2 separate regions of the Bicyclus anynana genome follow, and region 1 is linked to region 2. A link is a contact called in public Hi-C data. All regions are on one chromosome and are shown on one strand. Each heading gives the region's core, a stretch centred on a gene start, on an enhancer-like site or on the middle of the called end of the contact. The rest is flanking DNA. Distances are from core to core; before and after follow the strand shown. Region 1 overlaps LOC112045643. Region 2 holds the start of LOC112045643.

Evidence for each region. A called contact is a pair of places that touch in the nucleus more often than the background predicts.
Region 1: a contact with region 2 is called in a Hi-C map of whole body, with 3 times the contacts expected there. The contact joins the enhancer-like site here to the promoter of LOC112045643 in region 2. A contact is called at or near these places in 2 of 2 Hi-C or Micro-C datasets (whole body and whole larva).

The regions. Positions count from the first base shown.
Region 1 is chr4:8,277,408-8,283,091 of ilBicAnyn1.1, reverse strand. The region is part of intron 2 of LOC112045643; the gene reads right to left. Among protein-coding and RNA genes, the nearest start is that of LOC112045643, 50 kb to the right of the region's middle. Within about 2 kb of position 2,686, at least 4 of the 8 cell types and tissues checked have open chromatin away from gene starts, as enhancers often do.
Region 2 is chr4:8,228,489-8,234,193 of ilBicAnyn1.1, reverse strand. LOC112045643 reads right to left here and starts at 4,160. Exons shown (of 11, transcript XM_052881419.1): 1 at 3,918-4,160. It overlaps LOC112045650 (dynein regulatory complex protein 9-like), which reads right to left. Exons shown (of 5, transcript XM_052881221.1): 5 at 5,441-5,644. The coding sequence ends at 5,441.

The sequences.
Region 1 (5,684 bases), core at 1,437-3,936, 50 kb before region 2:
CTTCTATATCAAACAACCAACAGATAAAGCCAATTATGCCGCATATTTTACATATACATACATGCAAGTAAATCGCGACTTAAATGAATACCTACTAATTTTATGTATATTAAGCAGCGGTATCTGCTAATAGATTAGTTTTAAGAACTGATTCACAATGAAACAGATAATTATCGCGGAGATTACAGATAACAATATGCAATGCAATAATAATGATTCACCGAAATGAGATAGCGTGCGTACTTAGATGTTTGCAATTGCGATAAGTACTGTTATTCAAAGGCGGTGAAAACAAGTTAGCGACGAAGTAATGGAGCCCGAGGTTAGTTTAGTGCGAATTATAAAGTTCGATGTCACTAACGGCCTTTGTAACCAAAGACTGCGCGGGTGTGAAATCGTGCGTGCGGGGAAGTGACGTGCATTAGTCGTTGGTTTTTCATTCATCGCTACACGCCCCCCGGCCCGCGGACCTTCGGAAGTGTGGAACGAACTTGTCAAGCAATAAAGCTAACGCTTTTGTAACCCATCAAAATATCAGTAGGTATCTATGATTATGGTTTCTATTAGTAGCAGAACTTTGTAACAGAGATATGGATTAGATAGGTTGTTCATTTAGGTTCAATTACAAACACGACCAATAGGCTAGTTGACACTTTTTAAAGGGTTATCCCTTAATTCCTCAATGCTACCCAAAGCTATCTAGGTCTGGGTAATAATCTCACCCGGACCTAGATTCGAAAAAAACTCCATTTTCACTCTGAATCCTATAAATCGTGTTTACTGACCTAACTCCATCTAAAGATAGGGCAGTAAGAGATTGAAAAAATATTTGGAACAGATTGAAGTCGAATAGGAAGCGTTTAATATTTTAACGAATTGGAGTCTAGGTTAGGTTGCCATGCAACAGTAATAATGGTGTCTCTAAAATGTTTTTTGAATTGTCCCTTTCAATACGTGTACCTTTCATGCCACCTCTCCCCTAATTAGATAGATTTTAATTTTTAATCTTGTCAACATAACATTGTTTTTCGTGTAATATTATTCGTCACAGCTAACAATAAAGAAAGTCAAATAAATTAAACACAATTCAACATAACAACAACATGTAGTAAAAGCTAACCTATCAAATCAAACTTAAACAGTATTAACTTGTTGATACTCAGTCTATTACGACTTCCTACTTAATGATGCAGAGTTTGAATGCAACTTAATGGTGCATTATTCTTGGAGTCGTCAGCCCACCGGTGCTAGTGGCGTAACACATTCGCAGCTGCCAATGACAAAAGTTCCACGAAACGGGGATTACATTATTAATCTCTGGCGAGCTAAGACCAATTATAGAAGGACCTGTATCGCACCCATAGTCACGAACAAAATTGTCTGTCAATTTCTGAAGAAAACGAGCTTAGATTTGGTATATATCTTATACTAAAGTAGAAGTTTTTGCCCGTTTTTTACACAATTCAATTACACAAAAAGGTATTTTTACGGAGCTCTATAACCGACGAACACGATTAGAACTATTTAACATCGATACTATAGAGACAGTTTCTATAATCGCATTAGATCGTTGATCATATACTTTGACAGAAAAGGAACGTCTAGCGAGGCAGGTCCTATACAATAATTGGTCTGAGCTGGCGAGGAAATAGTAACAATTGTTAATGGAATTACGGAGAGAATCACTCTGTGATAAAGCTTAAAATATTGAAACCCACCCATCCACCTGGTACGTGATATTTTGTTATTACATTTATTTCCTATTGGCTATAATGCATACTTAGCAGAAGTAAAAAGAATTCAACAACCATTGGCCATCATTGTTACGAGATAAATCACCAATCGCAATTAACAGATGATATTCGACGATATCATTCATTCATAAATAATATTATATACCTAGTAGGTACACTAATATTATAAAGATGAAAGATTTGTATGTAACAATTAAACTATACTATATTAACTGAAGAGATTTGAAAAATTATATCAATAAAAAGGTACATTATCAGAGAGTAACATGGGCTATACATTATTTCCGTATTTCCACATGGAATGGAAATTATACGCGGGAAAAATCGCGAGAGAATTCTGCTAGTCATAAATAATGTTGCGCCCATAGTACGGTTTTGTGGTTTAGGAACAAATAACTATTAACGTATCGTCATTGTATAATGAATTGAAAGGACGAATTAATGAGTCTCCGAGACTGTCGAAAGAAAAACGCCAAATTTGGACGTAAAACTCGACTGTCTCAACCATCCCGTTATTTAAATGGGTCTGTCGCCGCCACCCTCTGACGTCACAGATGACCCTCTGACGCCATGACGTCCCATTAGGGTATTAACCTATCAACGGCTCCAATAAAAACTAGTACTTGGCTAAATATTTAGATTCCCATAATTCGGTGAGAGGCCGCACCACTCCCGGCAGCTGTAAATCGTTCAGGGAACGAAGCTTGCGCAAACAAATCGTGACGTGATGGCAACGATTCCCGGGAACAGTAAAGTTTTGCGGTAGCCGTTTTTGAATCGTTTGAAAGTTAAACAAACTTCGCACGATGTTTCATCGCAAGGCCGCGCGGGGATTGTTTCCGAGAAACTTCGGCCAACCGCGACCTGGTGAGTATCCATTCGGCAGATACACCGGCAATAGTCGCTCACTTGCAGATATATGCTTATAACTGTACTCGATATTGTGTTGCTCTTCCGAGCTAATGGAACTTTCGAATCGCGCACATCGTTACGTTCCTACGTACCGTAGTTCAATATTAAATTCTCGGAAAGAATATTTCAAAAGTATTTCGTATGTTTACGGTATTCGCGTCCCTGGGAGAGCGTTGCTAATGCTTCTATATGTGTTATGAAGCAGTGACTCACGCTGTATGGATGCTCGGATTCAATATACATTTTTATATTTCAATCGCAACAGGTTTTGTGAACATAGCGGTAGATGAGAAAAAGTCCCGCAAAAACTGAAAAGAATCAAATTCGTTTTACAATCCTTCAATTATTAATAGTTTCCGCGACTTTAACCAACCGCATTGAATTCACGTTGCCTGCACAAAAGGTATATAAAAAGTAGGTATTCTTTGTGTAGATCTAGGACGTGGTCTGTGCTAAATTTCGCTGAAATTCGATATTAAGGTGTAAACTTTCACACTTAGGTACTATACTAGTGCAAGATGTATAATATATTTCATCACAAAATGTATAGGTAAACTATACTTTTATATAATTGCGTTTTTACTTTTTACTTTTATATAATTTTAAGAAATTAAAAATCACGTGTCTCAAACCGTGAAGGAAAACATAGTGAGGAAACCTGCATACCAGAGAATTTTCATAATTCTCTTCGTGTGTAAAGTCTGCCAATCTGCATTGGGCCAGCGTGGTGGACTATTGGCCTAACCCCTCTCATTCTAAGAGGAGGCTCGAGCTCAGCAGAGAGCCGAATATGGGTTGATAATGATATAATTGCGTAAGTACTGTATTTTCCTACGACTTTCAACGTCTTCATAAACACACTCTTAAGTCGTAAAGATGTATCTAAGAATACCACATTATGACTCGGTTTCGCTTGGTATTCGCGTTTGACGAATACATATTTTCCTCTGACCGATTTTATTATATTACGCGAAATCGAGGCACTGTAAGTCCTATTCAGACTCAACAGTGTGTCATTGTTCGTTATTTTTCCGCAACAATGAAGATTCGAAGAAAAATTATTGAAACGAGTTGCGGTACACGCACGCGGTTTTGCCGACGGAAATCCACAACAACGTGGACGATAAAACGAAAGCCTGCGACAGCCAGACATACCACTTTTTATAAAAACTTAATGTTTGTTAACCCATTCTCCTACCATAGGTCTCAGACCAATTACGAGTACCTACCTTCTATTCGACTTGTATCGCATCCAAATTCACCAACAAAATTGTCTGTCGTTTTTGAAGGAGACGAGGTAAACTCACACATTGAAAATATTTAACATCAATAAATATATCCTGTACACTACACACAACCATAAATTTTAAATCGTAATAGACACTCGTATAATTTTAACACAATGTAACATCGATTCTATAGACGCAATTTGTATGACACGTTTGATCATGATCATATATTTTTGACAGGGGGTAATCTCTAGCGAGGCAACGCGAGGCGAGGATCCATAGAAGGTAGGATTGGTCTGAGACCATAGGTAAATACCATACCAGACCATAGGTAGCCATTTGGACCGTCGTGGCTTTGAAAAGGTGGAAAACCTCTTTGTCCAAGTATTAAACTAAAATGTTTGATATTTTCTAGGGAATATCATGAGGAATCATGTATTCAGTCGCCAGCTTACTTACAACCTTTCTATAGAGACTTAAAGTTTCACCTTTAACTATGCCATCGAAGGGTTGCCGCGACGCTGAGTGGCAGGCGACTGGGGACATGATTCTCATATTATGCCGAGAAAAATAAAGAAATACGATTTCTGCCTACTTGGTAGGTTGTGGGTCTGGATAGCACTCGCTTTCTTTCACTTTCTTTCTTAATAAAATGTAGTACGTGTGGCTGTCACAGGCGCAAACGACTGCACGAGTAAATGGAAAAAGGTATAAAAAAAGCCGAATGCAGACAGAGTGCGGTGCACTTTGTAGTCTCCGCTCGGAAGTTTTTTGCTCCTCGGTGCAAAACTGCAAATGTTCATGACGTGAGACGACTCCAGCGACTTGAGGGCAATTATTTTGAGATTAGTCTGTCTCTGACAGTATATTATTTTCTTTCAACGATTCTTGTGCGAAAGGAAGTTTATTATGTGAGAGCTTTACGAAATTACAATGCAAAGGCTTACATACATACGAGTCGACGCCCGCGGCGGTGGACGACTGTATCATCATCATTGACAGCCAAAACGCAACCGCGATATGTGGTTACACGTTGTATTGTAAAAAGAACTAATTGTGACGTGAAGGGTAGCAACGACAATGATTGTACCATTATTTTGTGGCAGAGGAAGCACCTCGAGCAGGTCCCAGGACTTGTGACCTTGGGAGTAGATTTAAGGGATACCTTTAGAATGCATCACCTTCCCTGCTCGACATGTTCTCCATGCCCACACTAAACAGTTTATGATAAACAATAATTACAACACAAAACATTATTGCACAAAGTTAACGCGACTGGCAGCGTAACGGTGTCTACGCTGCCTAACAAACAACTGAGCTCAAGTCATCAAATATTCTTTTATTTATACCTAAACTGATACCTCCCCTCCACAATAATATAAATAATGAATGTTAATACCACCTGTAGGTAATCGAGGAGCTTGTAACATAATTCAGTTTGGTTCCCAAATGGAATTATGCAAGACAAAGCAACTTAGCTAGCAAAATGAAAGGTGTGTGGATTTTCATCCTACTCCTAACAAGTTAGCCCGATTTCATCCTAGATTGCATCATCACACACCTACAGGTGAGATTGTAGGTAAGGGGTAACGTGTAAAAAAAATACATGGCTACAGCCCGTGTGCTTTATCTTCACTTCGCCGGCAACGATATAAATTAGATCAAAACATTAATGCTAGTTAGCAGCAGCATCTCACTACCCGTACCCTCTTTACAAAGAGTCTTACTAAATGAAATTATAACAACTATACTGAAGCAAATCAGCCTCTTAGGAAACATAAAAGTTTTG
Region 2 (5,705 bases), core at 2,911-5,410:
GGAAAACATACAAAACGGTTTTATGGAATACACTAACACAATTTTTTTGACATAAAGTTATAAGGAACCTTACCCAATCATTTACAAGCTATTACTGTAATCGTAATAAAGAGCAAGCTATCCCAACCAAATACCGAAATATTTGTATGATAGCGGTACACATAGAAGCAGATTAACCATGAAAAACGCAGGGAACATTTCAATCTGTACTTCTATACTAATACCAGCTGACGCCGCGCGGTATCAACCGCGTGGTTCCCGTTCCCGTAGGAATACGGGGATAACATATAGCCTTCCTCGATAAATATGCTACCTACTCGTAACACTGAAAGAATTTTTCTAATCGGATCAGTAGTTCCTGAGATTAGCGCGTTCAAGCAAACAAACTCTTTGGGCTTTATAACATTTGTATAGATAATAAAAAAGAGGAAAGAATTTGATTGTTTGTTTGTATGTTTAATATGCTCTGGAACTACTGAGCCGATTTGAAAAACGCGTTAATTGATTTCACCGGCTTTAGTATGTTGCTTGTTACTCACTCTGGTTACTCTGTGGCTTGAAATGAATGAAGTATCTACTTAAAATTACCTACCTACCTACTTAAAGTTACTCGTCACTAAACTTATTCGCAAACTTACCGTGACCTATTGATCAGTGTATGGTAAAAACCGTTTTCCACCAAGAAAATTTGGCCCTCAATCCATATTTATCTTTCTATTAAATTTTTGGTGCACTGTCACAGTTTACGTAACTCGGTACTTGTTTGTTTCTTTACACGGAACCCTTAAAGAGCGTCGCAACACGCGCTTGTTTTTTTTTTTTTATTTAAAAATTAACTTTCCATTAAGTAGTAGAGTTGTATCAACAATGTCGGCGGTCGACTCACGACTTGTAAATCTTGTAATACAAGGAGGAGCACAAGCTTGGAGCTCGTGATTTGTGCAATTACCGACGGGCGGCACATATCTGTCGGCAATTTGCCCCCTCCGCAAGCTCTGCTGATCGCCTTCTCGGAAACGCAGTTGCAGCGAGCGCTAGGGCGATTAACGCACTAATTACCACGCACATTGTCGTTGCCGCTGTATATCACGGATCGCAAAAACACTGCTAGTTTCTCTACGTAAGTAAATATGGGAGCCCGGCGCGGACTTGTTTCTTTGGTTTGATGTACTACAACCTGATTACAACTTAATACGTGAAGTCGATTTATGTTGAAATTTAAAATTACGCACTGGTTTTGTTTCGCCAGTATTATTTATAGGAAAAATGACGAATAACTACTATTGATAAACAATGAAAATTTATTTGCCGCTAGGCACTTTATAGGTCTGAGTGGTTCAGATTCTTTGTTGGTTTTTAGAGAGTTTTTTTATGCAATATAGGTTCGCGCCAATTAGCGCCGGCCCGAAGCAAATTTTGAACTGGAGCGAGATCCAATTATGGCGCCTCTCCTGTTTGCTCCTAATAGTCGATATGAGACATATACCTGTCATCATCATCATCATCATCATGTCAGCCGATGGACGTCCACTGCAGGACATAGGCCTTTTGTAGGGACTTCCAAACATCACGATAGATAAAAATGAAACGCGAAGATCTCAATCATACTCTGGGGTGACCAATCTCGAACCTACTCTGGGGTGACCAATTAAAAAACAGTCGCAGCATCGTCTACGGTTGACTAGGATTTCATCTATCTTTAGGATCATTTAGATGCTCTCTAGGATTTGGCGCTTTGAAAACTACAAAAGTAATGTAATGAAATTCATTTCTATTCATTATTCTATGAAATAGGCTTTTGTTTAACCACCATCTCACCTTATAGTAAGTATAATGGTGTGCACTTCATAGATGCAAAAATAGACTGCCTACCCTGAGGATGAGGACTCATTATTATACCTGAATTGGAGAAAGAATTTCCCAAGTTTTGCATGCTACTGTAGTGTAGGCAATCATAATTCATTGTATGACTAATTGCAATTGAAATCAATTAAGCTTAGTTTACAAGCACTTCTGAACCGTCAAGTTATGTCATGATTTAATGGTGATAAATTAAAGTCGAAAACTTAAAATTAAAGTTACGAACGTGCCTTGGTCTGACAAGAACATAGTGGTTAGCATCTCAATAGATTTCAAAAAAAATAATAATATTTGTATTTATTTTCCTAATTTACAAATAAAAACCAAAGCTTCTATGCATTCTTAAACCATTTCATATCATTTCATTTCATATTACCAATCCAATTAGGATAGAACTTTTTACACAATATAGTATGCAATATGTTGTTCACTTAACATGTGCTTCACATCTTTGTTTTTTTTTTCATAGGTTTTTGTAAGTAAATCTTTGATTAGATCCAGGGCTATAAACAAATATGTTGTGCTTATCATAGTCTTGTTGATCCTCATTAGGAGTTGGTGCACATTTGGTTGTCTTGGCTTCAAACGTTCAGGTTGCATAAGCCGTCATTCGTATGAGCGTTTTTTTAATGAAGTTTTTGCGAGCAGTGTTGCATTTTCAATTTTGGGCGTTGGAAATAGATTTTCATTTAACTTCATACTATATTTGAATGTCACTTTAACGTCTTTCTACTTTACTATGTACATTTGTAAACTGTGGTGGAGTTCTCTGTTGTAATAAAGTAATTCAATTCTATAAATGAGCGATCAACATTTAAAAGTCATTTTTTTATTGATCATAAGCACTTATTAAGTATATTATAATAATAATAACAGCCATTATTTAGAACTTGCCTGATTGTCTTTTACAACAAAGGAAACTCCTCCAAGCCTTTCCACAATTCTCAATCCCTTGCAGATTTTGCCTTGCCATCTGTCTTATTTTACCCGGCCTTCCTCTTCTCCTTTGCATAGATGACTTGTATCGCATATACGTGACGGCCTTTGTGGTGCAGCGAAGTGGATTTACAAGACGAATGTCCTGGATTTGATCCCCGGCTGGGCCGATTGAGATTTTCTTAATCGGCCCAGATCTAGCTGGTGGGAGGCTTCGGCTAGTTACTACCCTAATGACAGAGACGAACTATATTGTGTAGAATCCGAAAGGAGTGTGGATTTCATCCAACTCCTAACAAGTTAGCTTCCATCTTGGACTGCATCATCACTTATCATCAGGTGAGATTGTAGTCAGGAGCTAACTTGTAAAGAATAAAAAAAAAACATGCACCAATGTTTTTTTTTTATTCTTTACTGCCTACTTCCACTTGAGTTTTAAAGTGGAGCTTGTAACACCATTTGAACTTCATAAGGGGTAAGTAAATGGATCTGGACAAAGGTGGGCACAGAGACATATAATAGAGGCACATCTAGAAATATCTAGTAGTGGGATCTACACTGATATACACAGCACAGAACACCTTTATTTAAGTTAAGCTATCTCTAGTATTTTAAAAATGAGTACCAGGGTGCAAAATTTAAGTGAGTAAGTACCTACCTGAGTAAATGGTTATTTAACAAATGTCAAAATAAGTTAGGTTTAAATACCTTAATTTTAGGTCGTAAACAAAACAGTTATCTAAACATATACTTAAAAACACTTTGCTGCCTAAACATTAAAAAATAGTTAATTTTAATTCTATTTATTTACTTGTATTACAAGAATTATTACACAATAAATAAAAAAATATAATAATGCCTCAACATTGGTTCTATATGGATGTTCTACAAACAACAGGCATTTTTTTAACATACTTCAATCTCTCGTTACTTGAATTTTTTAAAGTAGGTAGTAGATACTTACTATAACAAATGTTAAGTGTATAACTTGGTCTTGTTTTATGTCCTAAATTTCTAGTCATTTCAACAGTCTACCTACTAAAAGTAAAGTACTTCCGATCTCTTAGTAATTAAGGTTACAAAAAAGACACTCGAAGCATATAAAAAGATTAGTTACTCACCAATTCTAAAGATGATAAATCCAAAATTCCCAGAACTTGTGCAAAACTTTCTTCTAAAAACTATTACGACACAGTTTACCCACAACACATTTTATTAGTAATTATTAAATTAAAAGTGTTTATAAATAATGAATGTTTTCTGTAATAAACAAAACTATCGACTATATTTATTTTAAATTACAGTCTTAACGTTACGACCACATGTCACCGGTATCGGGGCTAATTTTCAACTGGTTCTGAATCTGACATGACATCCGTTAGTCAGTCCGTCAAATTCAATTGACAGTTATTTGACAAGCACGTTGCTTTTGACATTGACAGCAGGGTTTTTTTTTTAAATTGGCTTTATGACTTCAGAATATGACATTTTTAAGCACCGTCTTTTCATCCACTACCACTCAGACGAATTATTGATCTGACTTTAATATGCCGTAGCCTTAGATTCAAAGGCCGTAGCAAAAAAGATCTTGACATGTGAGAGTGACGCCTTTCGTAAAGACTACGTTCCACTTAAGGATCCTAACGATCACCCTCACCACAGTAGTTAACATTTCACCCATTTCATTTGCTTGCAAGCAAGTCAAGTGGAATGAAATATGGAATAAGGAGCGTTTTGTGCTTTGGGCGTTAAGTCGTTAACCCTATTATTTTCACTGAGTATAATACCGGTAGTCGCCATAGTGTTTAAATTAACAGTAGATATATTTAAAGATTGCTTGCTTTTGCATTTAAAATATTGCTGGAAATTAAAATTTTAGTAAGGAATGCAGAGGTCGTATTATTGTTATTATAATCGTCCTATTTGCGTTGATTTAGCAGATATGATAAGATACAACTCTACAGGTTTCAAGTCTCAAAGATGGTACACGAACATCTTTGTTTTACAATAAATTCCATTTTCTCGAAGCGAGGTTCAGTGTATTTTTAATTACCTACTTAGTATGATCGATAAGATCCACAAATGAAACGCATTCTCTACAGTCTTTCTACGATGGGTAAGAGAATATTATTACACCATTGCAAAACTCCACCAATCACAAACTGTGACACAATGACGTCACTGCTTGTGATTGGTGTTTGCGGTGACGTAATTTATAGGTTTAAAAAAATTGTTTCATGAAAATATTAAAATGAGGTGATTTTATAAATAAAAATGTGATTTGATTTTTAGGCAACGAAACTGCCTTTAGGCAAAAAAATCTTCATGTTTTATTGCTGCATGTGTAACTCGTGTGCATTAACTTGGCACCTGGCTCGAATGATGTTTGTACAGTGTTTGTTTTGTAGCCAAGTTACTCAGCACGAACTGTAAATATTATAATAAAAATTTATAATATAATAAAAATTGCGCCGCCCAGCCGGTGGGTCCCTGCAATTACCCTTATTAAAATATAATATTGTAACTGCTGTTTGGAGTCACTTTTGGATTTGTAAGTGAGTAAAAGAGAATTTTGAGATGATCAAGAATATTATTATAATTATATAAGTAGGTGAAAACATTATTTTAAGTATTATTTAGGGCTTTATTTCTTCTTTGTCTTCGCTCCAGGCTTCTTAATGTTCCGCAGATGGCGGTAAACTCCCAGTCCCCGTCGCACCATCACGCCTCTCCACCACGCTTGTATGCGCGTGGCCGCCGTACGCAGCTTTGCTTCACGAGCGAGGCGTGCCGCGCGTTCTTTCTTGAACGTCAACCAGGCGCGCATCTCGCCTTCGTGTGCATTGTACTGTAATTAAACGTTTAAATAAAATATTAAAGTTAATAGACGTCCGCTAAGAACGGATTTC